2 separate regions of the Mus musculus genome follow, and region 2 is linked to region 1. Evidence: chromatin contacts called from public Micro-C data. All regions are on one chromosome and are shown on one strand. Each heading gives the region's core, a stretch centred on a gene start, on an enhancer-like site or on the middle of the called end of the contact. The rest is flanking DNA. Distances are from core to core; before and after follow the strand shown. Region 1 holds the start of Dusp5 (dual specificity phosphatase 5). Region 2 has its middle 27 kb from the start of Gm46653.

What was found. Hi-C and Micro-C count contacts between places; a contact is called where the count stands out from the background.
Region 2: a Micro-C map of the HL-1 cell line shows a contact between it and region 1, with 4 times the contacts expected there. The contact joins the enhancer-like site here to the promoter of Dusp5 in region 1. A contact is called at or near these places in 2 of 484 Hi-C or Micro-C datasets (the HL-1 cell line and cortical neurons), 1 of 115 datasets of contacts at active chromatin or transcription factors (pancreatic cancer cells) and 3 of 9 other capture datasets (adipose tissue, liver and pancreatic islet).

What each region holds. Positions count from the first base shown.
Region 1 is chr19:53,527,739-53,531,788 of GRCm38.p6, forward strand. It overlaps Dusp5 (dual specificity phosphatase 5), which reads left to right and starts at 1,407. Exons shown (of 4, transcript NM_001085390.2): 1 at 1,407-1,958. The coding sequence starts at 1,580.
Region 2 is chr19:53,646,949-53,650,479 of GRCm38.p6, forward strand. No RefSeq gene overlaps it. Among named protein-coding and RNA genes, the nearest start is that of Gm46653, 27 kb to the right of the region's middle. Within about 2 kb of position 2,068, at least 80 of the 459 cell types and tissues checked have an H3K27ac peak or open chromatin away from gene starts, as enhancers often do. A contact at or near this core is called in the HL-1 cell line, cortical neurons and pancreatic cancer cells, where this site is marked.

The DNA.
Region 1 (4,050 bases), core at 157-2,656:
AGATGAAAGACGTGGGTGGAGCCTGCTAGCTACAGCTTTGGTGTTTTTTTGTTTGTTTGTTTGTTTTGTGTGGGGGGTGGGGTGGGTGCGGGCGTCTATATTGCTTAGATTGGCCTCGGGTTTTTGATATTTTTTTCTCAGTCTCAAAGATGCTAAAATTACAGGCCAGCCACTGAATACTCAGGACAGAGTATACAGTGATTGAATCGATTGCTTGAATGAAGATATGACCCAGAAGCAATGCCAGCCATTATTGTTGCTGGGCTGATTGATTGGATAGCAGAATGTGATTTCTGCTTTCTCCTTAAAAAAAAAAATCTCATCCACTTATGGGGGCTGTAAATGGATGCAAGGGTTTGGTTTGTTTTGTTTTCCATGAAAAGATAACAGTGAAATAGTTGGCAAAGGATTTGTAGGCAGAACGCATTTGCATCCCACGTGCCCTGACAGCTAGCAGAGCCCTCAGTAAATACTTGCAGAGGGGACAAATCACACTTAATTTTCCGGGAATGGGGGCAGGCAGCATGAAGCTCCCGAGAGAATAGCGGGGGCAGACAGCCTGGGATTACATTTTATCCACCATAATCCCACAAATCCAGAAGCCACCCGGACAACAGTTTAACTGGACTGAGCCTTACAGCTCCCCACAAGCTGCCCAGAACCACAGAGCTCCCGAGTCGGTGTATTGTTCGGGGGTGGGGGTGGGGCTTTTTGTTTTGTTTTGTTCTTTGAGGCAGGGTCTCACTATGAAGCTCGGGTGGTACATTGGAGAGAGCAATCTTTGGAGAGAGCCAAAAGGGGACTGTCAATCATCCGAAGTAGAATCCACTTGACGTCTCCGGCTCACCCATTCACAACTCCTCCTTTTTACTCTCAGGAACTTTTATTACGGAAAATTAAAAGGTAACAAAAGTGGGGGTAACGTGTTAGAAAGAAGCCCCCAGTATCAAGATGACCAAGCCACGCCGCATCTCGGCTCATCTCAGAGGCTAAATCTCCTTGCAAACGCAGACACAACCGGGAGCGACCGGAATCCGGGATTCACCGGGAGGCCCCAGGGGCTCCGTAGCGCGGCCACGGTCACCTCCTCTTCCCGCACGGCGTGGGTCACCTCGGCCTGGTGGCGTTCCTGACACTCCACCGGTAGTCCGGGGTGATGCGTGAGTGAGTCTCTCGGCGCCGGGCCCCCCGAGAGAGGGAGCGATCGCCCGCCACTTCCTCTTTCTCGCTCTAAGACGCCCTCTCTCCAGCCTGCTCCTTGGGTGGAGGCGGGTGCCCGCAAGCTCCACCCATGGGCGTGGTCAGCCAGGGGGCGGGGAAATACCCATATTTGGCCTTATATGGGCACTCACGTCACAGGACGCGCACTCATTCACATAAAACGCTGCGCTGCCGGCGGAATCCCCAGCTTTCTGGGGCAGCGAGCGGCGGGGCCGGGAGCCCAGCGAGCGGGGCGTGGAGAGCGTCGCGCGGCCCCTCGCGCCGGGCTCCGTTTGCAGGCCACAGCCCCCGCGAGGTGGCCCGCCCGTCCTCTGGCAGCTGTGGGGCGCGCAGCGTCGGGCCGCTGGGTGGCAGCGGCATGAAGGTCACGTCGCTCGACGGGCGCCAGCTGCGCAAGATGCTCCGCAAGGAGGCGGAGGCGCGCTGCGTGGTGCTCGACTGCCGGCCCTACCTGGCCTTCGCCGCGTCGAGCGTGCGCGGCTCGCTCAACGTCAACCTCAACTCGGTGGTGCTGCGGCGGGCCCGGGGCGGCGCGGTGTCGGCGCGCTACGTGCTGCCCGACGAGGCGGCCCGCGCTCGGCTGCTGCAGGAGGGCGGCGGCGGTGTGGCGGCGGTGGTCGTGCTGGACCAGGGTAGCCGCCACTGGCAGAAGCTGCGGGAGGAGAGCGCCGCGCGCGTCGTGCTCACCTCGCTGCTGGCCTGCCTGCCCGCCGGCCCGCGGGTCTACTTCCTTAAAGGTGAGTTCGTCCGGGAGCAGACTGCCCTTTGCCACCCTCCCTTGCTCCCCTGCACCCTGTGTTACCAGGCCCCAGGGTTACCTCCCTGCATGGGAACTCTGGACCGGAGAAAGTCACCACTTGCGGGAGTATGCACCCCGGGGTTTGACGTGCGCTTGGGAGGTCCTTGCAACACGTCAGCGCCCAGGGCTTCCTTCTCCCCACCCGCCTTTCCTCGAAAGCGTCTGGCATCCTGTCTGTCCTCTGGGTTGGGTGGGCTGGGAAGGTGCTGCGGGCGGTGCTCCCTAATAGTTCCGGGGGCCCAGAGCTCATGCTGGTCATTGGCGCCGTTGGCAGGCCACGGGGGTCGGAACCTTTCTGTACAGATCAGCGCGATCAAACAAGTTGAGACCCTCCCCCAGGAGAGTGGCGCCGCGGTGTCCCCTTTCTTCCCGCCTAGACAATTAGAGCACGTTAGGCTGTGTCTTGGTGGGCCTCTTGCCTTTTTGACCCTGGCAAGTCCCTCCCCTTCCTCTCCCTTTATTGCTTTTTATTGTTATCCTCCAGCCTCCTCCTCCTCCTCTCCCCAAATAGGCCGTTCTCAAGCTTAATTTGGGAACTGACAGCTTTCCCACCCCTTTCATCCTGTCATCCCCAGCAGGGGATTATCCTCAGAGACTACCAACCGGCCAACCTAGTTAAGAGAGGTGCTGCAGAGGCTGCAAAGATTCAGAGGAGATTCTGAGGCCTTTGATTTTAGGCCTCCGAGAGCTGCCTGCAGGCCCGACTTATTTCACCTGCTGTCGAGATAACTTTGGCTTCCGGTTGTGGGTGTGTGATTACTCTCAAACCCCACATCATTGATTTCTGGGTCATTTCCTGTGACTGCTCCTGCCTTCTAACCTCAAAAGTATGGGAACACTGGCCTGGGTGCAGGGGAGAGAGCTCTCAGATAGGGCCCCAAAACTCTGATGACTTGTCCAGGAACTCTGTTACGGTTCAGAATTCAGGTGCAGTGAGCTGAAGACCCAGTGTCAAAGCCATGCAAGTTGGAATTTCACACACTGTAGGCCAGGAAGATCCCAAGGCAAGTGGGTAGCTTCCCAGCTAATTAACACCTCTTGCTAACTGTTCCTTGTTGATCCCATTGGGAGATAACAGGTGGATGTTGCTGCAGCCCAGCTGCAGAATCTGCAAGGGTGGGTGGCCTTTTCTAAGCTCTGCAGCGGTCTCTCTCTCACTGTTAAAAAAATGAGGTAACATGTGTCCAGGTGACAATCTGAATAGCCCCAAGGGTGTTTAAGGAGATGTGTGTCTTCAGCCCACCCTAAAACCTAGTTCCTCCCCAGAAGCAACACCAATGAATTCTTCTTGGATAGTGTCTCCCATGGATGGCTTTTAAAAACAGATTGAGCCCATGTCATACCAGATCCTGCCTCTTTTCTTGGAGATCTTGGAGACATCCGTGTTGCTGCATGGTAGTGCCTTCGTCATAACCACTAGGCTGCTTCCAGTCTGGCTGTGTGAAAAGCCGTTACGGAGAGGGTAGATGTCCTTGCCGGTTGCTCTGGCATTGTGGGGTCTTGTCCTTCATTCAGACCGTGAAAGCTTAAGCGTGAAAGAGATATGCCTATGGTATTTGATAGATATTGCTGCCCTTATGACACCACTGAAGTTCAAACTGTGACAAAGAGTCCCTTTCTCTTAAATAGAGCACCCCAGATGTGCATTCGGCTCTGATTTAGTGGCGCTGGGTGTTGGTGCCAGGCCCCTTATACTTCCTACAGTTCCGTCTCCCACTGAAAGGAGATGCTGAAGACCAGTTAGGTGGCTGGGGCTTGCTTCTATAGAGTGCCTGTGCGCTGGCTCTCTGTTCCTTTGGCAACACAGTGATGATTGAAAGTAGACTCACTCTGGAGAAGGTTGAAGCGGCCTGAGGAATTGCTAGCACTCTTGCAATCCGAGTGAGGCACAAGTGAGCCAGCAGAGAGGAATGCTCTGTCTCCACACCTCCGATGGGAGTGGGCGGAAGGCAGAGACCTAATCTCCTGACCCCAGCCTGAAGAGGCAAGCCCTGTGTGCTCTGCCCGTTTCGTGTTAGGTTGTAAGCAAC
Region 2 (3,531 bases), core at 818-3,317, 120 kb after region 1:
GCTTTAATGCTGTGTTATCCGTCCTAAATAACAGATTAGACTGGTTAGGATTTGCGTACTCAAAAGTGTGGACATTTTTTAGGAAATGACACAATTTTTTTTTTTTTTTCAAGACAGGGTTTCTCTGTATAGCCCTGGCTGTCCTGGAACTCACTTTGTAGACCAGGATGGCCTTGAACTCAGAAATCCGCCTGCTTCTGCCTCTGCCTCCTGAGTGCTGGGATTAAAGGCATGCGCCACCACTCCCGGCTTAATGACACAATTTTAAGAATAGTTTTTGGAAAGTACAAATTCAGAAGTGGGAAAGGGCAAAAACTGATTTTTTAATGATTCTTTTTAAAATTAAGCATCAGCAAAAATGTGTTTTCAAACACTCACTTGGCTTGATGGTTTAAAGGTTTCCTAACAACTCTAGAAGGAGCTAGTTCTCCATTCAGCTCGCAGGAGCCTGCTGGTTGGATGGTGTTTGGGAGGAGACTTCGCTGTCCGAGCCAGTGGTCCTTACAGGCCACAGCAGCGAGCTGCTGGCTTCGCAGAGTGGGCACTGCCTGTAGGCAGCTGTGCCTCCTTGAGGGTTCATTTTCTCTCTATATGCTGTGTTGTTGGATAGCATTGCCCTGTTGTGAGGGTGGGGCCCTGCTGCCCTGTGTCTAATTTCACCTGGGAAAAGCAACGCCAATGAAATCTGGTTTAGTCGTAGCCTTGCCTAGAAATAGGTTACGGCTTGGGTCACGTTAAATCTTGATAAAGTAGATTAACATCTCTACAAGAAACATTGGTTTGTCTAGAGCTCAGGTTTGGCAAAGCAAGTCCTCTTTAAATATGGCTTTGGTGTTTGCACATTAAGCTAAAAATAACGGGACCTTGCAGTTAGAATATATTTAGTTCCAGAGATGCATTTCTTTATTTTAGTTTAATATTCTAATTTTACAGATGAGATGTGAAGCCCAGATCAGGCAGGTGGCCCAAGTGAACATATTAGCACACTTAGATAACAGAACCAAGCCGTGGGTCCCTTCTCTCAAGAAACTCACACATTTATTTGCAGGTGGCCTTGCACGTTACACAAAGACGAATTTTAAGGTTATAGATGATTGCCACCTTCACTTTGTCTCTGCCCTTTGCCTTTTTTTGTTGTTAGTTTTTTGTTTGTTTGTTTGTTTAAAGAACTCACCAACTTAGGAACACTTAGGTCACACTTACCCATGTCCCAGGGAGACTTGAGTTACCTCCAGTTGCCAGGCTTCTGCAAGGAAGGTGCCAGTGTTATCTATAAATCTGCCACCGTGTGGCCGACAGGCACCCCTTCCTAGAGACAGAGTGTCTCCTGGGTGTAAGAGGCCTTGTGGCAGCCAGTAGCTACACAGAACACGAGGCAGCGTGGAGATTAGGGTTGCAAAAAGAATGTGGATATATTTACTCTGTCAGGTTGGCACACTGTGGTATGAGTTTTCCAGAGACCTTAACGTTTGAACATTATCTTTGATGGACTGTGTAATTGAGTGTCTTCAAGAAATTATTCAGCCATTAAAATTGATAGCTCAGCTGTTAAGAAGAGCGCTTGCTGATTGGTTCTCAGAATCCATATCGGGTAGCTTCCAGCTGCCTGTAACTAAGTCCCGAGGTATCAGACACCTTCTGGTGTGTGTGCAGAGAAGCAAGTGTGTGGTGGTGGTGGTGGTGGTGGTGGTGGTGGTGGTGGTGGTGGTGGTGGTGGTGGTGGTGGTGGTGATATAATAGAGCCCCAAAGCCTGAAGGACATGGGTTTAGAGCCAAATTATTTGGGACTAGAGTGTCAGAGCCTATTAATGTCTGATGTACAGTGCCACTTAAGGCAAAGACTTCTTGGGAGCCGTTTCCAGCCTACCTTGCCTCCTCACAGTTAGAAAGGTGCTTTCTTCAGCATTGTGTAGGGGCTCCATTTTCTCTCAGCCTAAATCTCAAGCTGTTTTCCCCGTAGCCACTAGAGGGAGCCCTTGATACATGCTGACCCCTCAGATTTGGGATCTCAGGTTTTCTTCCACACTGATTCCTCGCTAGAGTTGCAGCCGCTGTGAGGTCAGGGTGTGGTATAACTGAGACCTCTGGGGCAGCACTTTATGAGCGAAGTGTTAACTGCTTGCAGCTCACTCCTAAGTGAGCTTTGGGGCAAAGGTGCCTGCTGCGCTCACAACAGGTTGTGTCACTGTTCCGGAAACAGCAGGAAGCCTGGGTGTTGTAAAGATGGCAACCCTTCCTCACGCCAGGCCTGCTTATTCTCTGCAGAGCACGCGCTTGCTCCTTTGTTCCTTCTGCCTTCTGAGTCCTCATTTAAGCGCAGAGGCATCCTGGTTCTCTGCAGCCTGGCATTCCTAAAGCAGAGGTTGCCTTTCGTTCTGTTTCATGTATGGTTTCTAAGTTCCCTCTGTGTCCTGTGGTTTTGGCATTTTAATCCACTTAGTGTTTTCGAATTATTGGTAGCAGTCACTGTGTGATCTCTGGACACCCCAGGAAGACCTGTTCTACCCTATTGCCTACCAAGCCACGAAAAGCCATCCTAAGAGGTCCTGCCACTTCCAAGTTTCACCAGAGGTGATGCTCTGTCACTGTGGATGAGTGGCTTAAGGACCTTCTCCCACAAACTCGTGCTGCCCCAATTCACTCCACCCACAGAGCATGGTGACCAGGTGGTAAAGCGAAGCTGAGCGACCCATTTTACTGCGTTGGGAATGGGCAGCTGGTGACTGAGTAGGACAGCAGAACCTCCTTTAGACATGTGTATGTGCAGGGCACACATCCATCCTGTCTCATTAGCAAACCAGAAAGGTTTTCATATGAGTCCGTGCTGCAGTCTCTGCTCCATTGTGGTCACTTGGAGGGTTGTACTTTGGATTCACAGTGGCCTCACAGACTGAAGCCCTGGTCTGTTTGTTCACTGGTCTCCAGCTGTGCCCTGAAGGGCTGGGGTCTGGAAGTGGGGTGAAGTCACTGGGGGCAAGTCTTTGAAGGTTCCATCTATTCCTGCTTCCTGGTCCATTAAAATGTGAGCAGCTGCCTTGCCTCATGCTCCTGTCAGGACAGCCACTCCACCCTGCCTCGCCCTGTGATTGACTGAAATCCCCCTGAAACTGAGCCAAAATAAACATTTCCTCCCTGAGTTTGTCTCTTTCAAGTACTTTGGTCACGGTGATGAGAAAGCAACTAACAAAGAGCTGGGGAGATGGCTCCGCCGGTAACCGTGACTGCTCATGCAGAAGGCTGTGGTTCTGTCCCCAACACCCACATACCACCTGTAACTGCAGCTCCAGGATCCAGCATGTTCACCCAAAAACATACACATACTCATAAATAAAAATCTTATTAAAAAAAAAAACATACAGAATGGTTGGTGAAGTGTGATTTTTTTTTTTTAAATCTCATTAGGCAAGCCCAGATAGCCAGGGGAATTTGCCCCCGAGCACAGTCAGACCTACTAAGACCTCTGACAGAGCAAATGCTGGTCTGTGGGTCTGTGAAGTGGATAAACTGGATTTTAGAGAACTTTTCCTGAAA